Regions from separate parts of the Sus scrofa genome. Here region 1 is linked to region 2. A link is a contact called in public Hi-C data. All regions are on one chromosome and are shown on one strand. The core of a region is the stretch at or near the end of the contact, and the rest is flanking DNA. Distances in the headings are between cores, read along the strand shown. Region 1 overlaps PTPN3 (tyrosine-protein phosphatase non-receptor type 3). Region 2 overlaps PTPN3 (tyrosine-protein phosphatase non-receptor type 3).

Region 1 (2,704 bases), core at 38-2,537, 68 kb before region 2:
TTAGGTCAAGTCAACAAGGATTTTCTGATGCCCTGTTAGGCCCAAGGCCCAGTGCAGGGTCCTGGAGAGAAAGACAAATCAATGAAAGCCATGTACTTGAGGATTAGTAGTCAAGTAAGGGAGACAGGCTGGTGGTCACACAAATGTACCAGAGGCGACGGTGAATAAAGAGAACGAGCACTAGGTAGGGGGTTCCGGGAAGCCTTCCTGAAGGAGGTGAAATCTCAGTTGGCTTTTGAAGGATGAAGAGGAGTTTGCCAGACTCATCTCCCTTTAAAGTCAGTGGAGATAGTTTGTGGAATTAGGCGTCCCAAATTGGGGGGCAGGGGTGGGGGGTGTCTGTTGTACGTACAAGCCAGAGCTTTTCTTTTGTCTTAACTCATGGACCTCAGACCCAATACTCCACCCGGTCACCCTCATTTCTTCTAAGACCCCCTTCTGGGGGTGGCAGGGGATCCTTGGCAGGCTGCTGAATTAAACCTGCTTTAGGAGGGAAAGTGCCCATGAGACTTCCCTGGTGGCCTAGCAATTAAGGATCCAGCCTTGTCACTGCTATAGCTTGGGTCACCTCTGTGGCTTGGGCTTGATCCCTGGCCTGGGAGTGTCCATGCTGTGGGTGCAGTGGATAGAGAGAAAGAAAGGAAGAAAGGAAGAAAGAAAGAAAGAAAGAAAGAGAAAAAGAAAGAAAGAAAGAAAGAAAGAAAGAAAAAGAAAAAGAAGGAAGGAAGGAAAGAAAGAAAAAAGAAAAGAGAGGAATAAAGAAGGGAAGGAAAGAAGGAAGGAGGGAAAAAGAAAAGAAGGAAAGAGCCCCTATCAGGCAGTTTGGAAAAGATGGGAGAGCCCCCCCCCCCAGAGCATACAGATCACCTGGAAGCAGAGGCACCCTGACCAGCACCCATCCCCGGGGAATATGGCACATCTTAAGACTAAAGCATCTATCCCTCTGCCTTCCAGCAGAGCAGGTGTGAAGATCCAGCCTCTGTTCCTCCTTTCAGCAGCCACTCACATCTTCGTGATTCTATCTCTTCCTGAATTGTTCTTTTCTCATCCTTTCGCTGCCCACCCAAAGCCCACGTGTCACCACCTCTCCTGGGAAGCCTCTTGTTACCTGCCACTCCTGGCATAGTAGTTTCCCCCTGCCCTTCCAATGTCACCCCCAGTTATGCCACCATCACCCTGCATTCTGGGGCTCTACCTCCCGTTAGGCTGTGAGCTCTCTGCAGGCAGGTCCTGGGCCTGAGTCACTTTCTGTAGCCTCAGTTCCTGGCACAGAGCTGGACTCAGAGGACCTCGCTCGGTAAATGTTTGCTGAATTGAACTGAACTGAACTGAACTGGGCCCAGAATTCCTGCCTCTTTCCAGTCAATGTTTGTGTTTTTGTTTTCCTGCCTTGGCAGGAAGCAGAGAGCACACGCAAAGAGGTAACTGAAGAGCATGTAATGAGAAGATTGTTTCGAGGTCTGGGTGAGGTGAAGGCAAATGATGATGGCGAAGCACCCAGAGGCTAGGTGCTTGGGAAGTTGTTACTGGGCCAGGGCCTGACGGGGTGAAGGAAGGGAGCTGGTGCAGCCCTTGGCCAGAGCTGCAGCCAGCAGGGAGGGGCTGCCCAGCAAGAGCTGCGGAGGCGGCCCCTGCCAAACCACAGCTTGGAAGAGAGAAAAGACTGGGGAAATCAACGCCCACCTTGCTCCTGCCACCCATCTCCTGCTGCTGCCCTCCACTGGTCAAACCCAAGCGGAAGCCAGAGGCCAAAGGAGCCGGGGGGGGGGGGGGGGGGGGGGGGGGGGGGGGGGGGGGAGAAGAGGAGAAGGGGGGTGCGGGCCAAGGAAGGCAGCTTCCCTGGTGCCAGAACAGAGTGAATGAAAGTACGGAGCAGATCTGGATGGGGAAACGGGGAATATCCAGCCCAAGTGGTTTTCCCCCCAGATTTCATCCACGTTGCATCCGCATCAGAACCACTTCAAGAGTTTGTTTCAGAAGCCGATTGCCAGGCTCCAGCCCAGACCTCCTAAATCAAAATCTCTATCTAGGAGGCACGGGAATCTGCAGTTTCAGGAAGTCCCCAGAGTGATTCTAGAAATCACCTGGGGATCTCTGGGAAGTGTGGAATTATGGGAAAGCTGATTTGGTTAATTCAGAACGTGAACCTGCAGAGTCACCACAGGCAGAGGGCTTAATGATGTTGGTTCTCCACCTGTGAGTTCCAAAGGACCAGGGTACCTCATTCATTCATTCATTCATTCATTCATCCAGGATGCCTAGCGTGTGCTAATCTCCCAGCGCCGTGGAGAGTTCTGGCAACACAAAAGTGAACCAGGATGTTTCCCACAGGGACATCCTAGATAAGCTCTTCCCCGGCCATGTCGGCATTCTTCTGGGGCTCCAAAAACATGCCTCCCACGTGAGGCTGGCTCCTCAGCATTTCTGCAAACACCAGCTCAAGCACCAGGCCACATAGCAAACCAAACCCATGATTTCAACACCCTCACAAATGCATCTCTCTCCTGAGTCGGGGTGTATAGCTGCCTATGAACCATACGCCTGATGCCCCCACACTGCCCCCTGGTCCACACAGTCCTAAGGGGACTCATCTTCCAGCCCCATCCCCACCCCAAAGCTCCCAACCTCCGTGGGAGGTGCCATCATCCACCCTGTTGTCTAACCTGGGGTCATTCTCGACCCCTTCCCCCACCCCACCCTGCCC
Region 2 (2,843 bases), core at 169-2,668:
CACAATCTGATCCTCCCCATTTGCCATATCCAGCAAAAGAAATGGGCTAATTTTATCTTTATAAGCGAATGGACTCTTGGTATCGTTGCATAAAGCCATTATTGTGTGTATTAGCCATGTAATATTTGCTACTGTATTAATCATTTTTAGAATTCATTTTGCATGAAAAGCATGAAATGTCTTTCAGTATAAAAATGGTTTTGAAATGTGGCAATGCAGAATCAAAAGGCCCTGTGCTGTGCTTCTGGTATTGTCACCACCTGTGTGACCTAAAGCATGTCATTTAACACGTCTCCAACGCTGTTGGCGTACTGGTTCAACTGTGCAGCTGACAGGAGCCTGGCCTGCTCCTAGTCATGGCAGTGTTTAAGAAGGTACATGCAAACATTTGGAAAGTGTGAAGTCATTCTGTATGTGAGAGATTATTTCTTTGTGAGTTTTGTGTAATCTGCTGAAGTAAGGATTTTTTAAGTTCCTCGTACAGATAATGGAGTGCCTTGTTGGAACACGTCCCAAAGTTAAACATGTAATAGGAAGTAGATCATACCTCATTCTGTGCTGAGGTTGCAAAAAAATATCATACTTCTTGTGGACTTGGTGATTTCTGAACAGTTAACTAACTTCTGCACTCCTGTTTTGAAATTAGTCGTTTTATTGATGGAAAAAGCCGTGGTCTAGTGAAAAAAACGCGTCATTTATGAAAGAGTAGCCACTTACGTACATTGACTTTTCTTTAAAGGGAAAAAATGTAATTTGTTTTTGAAAAATGTTGTAGGAGGTTTCCCCTGTACCCTGCATTTTCGAGTAAGATTTTTTATACCTGACCCCAACACACTGCAGCAAGAACAAACCAGGTAATCACATTTTTTTTTTTAAGTTTTCTATTTAGTCGGTAAAAATGAGTAACCACTAACAATGTACTCTTTATCACTGTGGCCAAACACTTCATGTGGGTATAACCGCACCAAGAGTTACGATCCCTGTAAAAAGTGGGGGTACACGTATTGACATTTTCATCGGCGTGTTTGTTTTCAGTCTCTGGGCTCCTTCTCTCCCCTCCTGACTGGGTGCTGTTCCCCGCACACTGCCACCCACCACCTCCCCTCCCCTCCCCTCCCCTCCCCTCCACCAGCCTCTCCTGTGTATTGAGCCCCTGTGTTCAGAGTGTGCAGTGATTTCCTGCTCCTGCAGGTGGGGAGTTTGTAAGACAGTCATCTGATGGGCAAATAGCACAGGGTCCCTGAAGGGCTGGAATTAAGCTCGTTAGGAGATCAAGGGGCCTCTGAACCAAGAACTCTCTCTCAGATCCCCAGTTGATAGGAGCTGCAAAGGAGAGCAGCCTGGGCCAGCTTCTCGCCCCGTGAATCAGCGGTGCAGGCAGTCTGTGAACCAGATAAGGGAGAGAGGGCTGCAAGACTTGTTTACCCCTCTGGGCTTGGCTTGGGTCCTGGCTCTGGTGTTTCACTGGCACGTGGGTTTTCTGGGTGGGGACCCGTGTTTGGAATGGAGGGGCGGGCACAGGGAAGTTGTTGCTGTTTGAACACGGATTCAGCAAACTCTCTTCCAGGCCTCTGCTTCCCCTCGCCCAGGCAACGTGTCCAGCCCTTTTATTATTGAAACGTTTATTTTTCCTCGCTCAGGAGGGAAACTCTTCCACCAGACGAAAAAAAAAAAAAAAAAAAAAAGCAGTGAATGTTAGGATTAGTGAATCCCATCCTGTGTTCACTGTGGCCATTGAGGCCATCACCAAGGAGGTGACATTAACTTGGACAGAGCGTGCTGTTTTGTATTTTTTTTCCTTTTTTTTTTGTCTTGTCTTGAGCCGCTCCTTCGGCATATGGAGGTCCCCAGGCTAGGGGTCTAATCGGAGCTGTAGCCCCCGGCCTACGCCACAGCCACAGCAACATGGGATCCAAGCCGTGTCTGCAACCTACACAGCTCATGGCAACGCCAGATCCTTTACCCACTGAGCAAGACCAGGGATTGAACCCTCACCCTCATGGTTCCTAGTTGGATTCGTTAACCACTGAGCCACGATGGGAACTCCTTTTTTAAAAAATGGTAATCACATGATGGCATTTTAACTTGAAATCTGTAAAGGCCAAATATTAGTCTGTTACTGTTTTGTCTTCTTTGTACACCTTTTCTCTCTGCGATAGAAGACATTGGAGGTTTGACTTGTGTTTACCATTAAGTTAAATTTTAAGCCCATGTAAGATGTTCCACGTGACCCGTTGGGTAACCACGGGAAGTACACTTGGTGCTTTGAGTTGTCCCCGTAGCAGCTTGTTATGCTGGTGGACTAAGGGGTGGCGTAGGCACGCTCAGCCCTGCAGGTCAGCTCATAAGCCAGCAGAAGCAAAGTGGTGGCGAGAGCTGAGAGAATATGTTTGAAATGACCCTGCTAGGATTTCCCCAGGCTGTTATTACTAAATATCAGGTTCTGTTCAAAGGATGCTCAAAAAATGTTATGACGGATTTAACCAGGGGGCCTTTTTTAAATCACAACCCCACAGTACATGTGTATTTTTGCTTTATAATGCATCACACAGATATACATATATAGATACAAATATATATATAAATTGCTGAAGCATATGTTTCAGAAAACAATAGTAGGTATAAAGCACTCTTTTTTGGGGCTTTTTTTTTTTTTTTTTTTTTTTGGGCCATATCTGCGGCATATGGAAGTTCCCAGGCTAGGGGTCCAATCGGAGCTGTAGCTCCTGGTCTACGCCACAGCCATAGCCAGGCCAGATCCGAGCTGTGTCTTCGACCTACACCACAGCTCACGGCAACACCGGGTCCTTAACCCACTGAATGAGGCCAGAGATGGAACCTGC

The links. A called contact is a pair of places that touch in the nucleus more often than the background predicts.
Region 1: a contact with region 2 is called in a Hi-C map of liver, with 2.1 times the contacts expected there. The contact joins two enhancer-like sites. A contact is called at or near these places in 5 of 47 Hi-C or Micro-C datasets (alveolar macrophages, embryonic fibroblasts, liver and 2 more).

Annotation. Positions count from the first base shown.
Region 1 is chr1:250,559,559-250,562,262 of Sscrofa11.1, reverse strand. All of the region lies in intron 1 of PTPN3 (tyrosine-protein phosphatase non-receptor type 3), which reads left to right. Among named protein-coding and RNA genes, the nearest start is that of PTPN3, 22 kb to the left of the region's middle. Within about 2 kb of position 1,287, at least 7 of the 83 cell types and tissues checked have an H3K27ac peak or open chromatin away from gene starts, as enhancers often do. A contact at or near this core is called in liver and omental adipose tissue, where this site is marked.
Region 2 is chr1:250,491,461-250,494,303 of Sscrofa11.1, reverse strand. It overlaps PTPN3 (tyrosine-protein phosphatase non-receptor type 3), which reads left to right. Exons shown (of 26, transcript XM_021067334.1): 5 at 776-854. Among named protein-coding and RNA genes, the nearest start is that of PTPN3, 90 kb to the left of the region's middle. Within about 2 kb of position 1,418, at least 22 of the 83 cell types and tissues checked have an H3K27ac peak or open chromatin away from gene starts, as enhancers often do. A contact at or near this core is called in liver and omental adipose tissue, where this site is marked.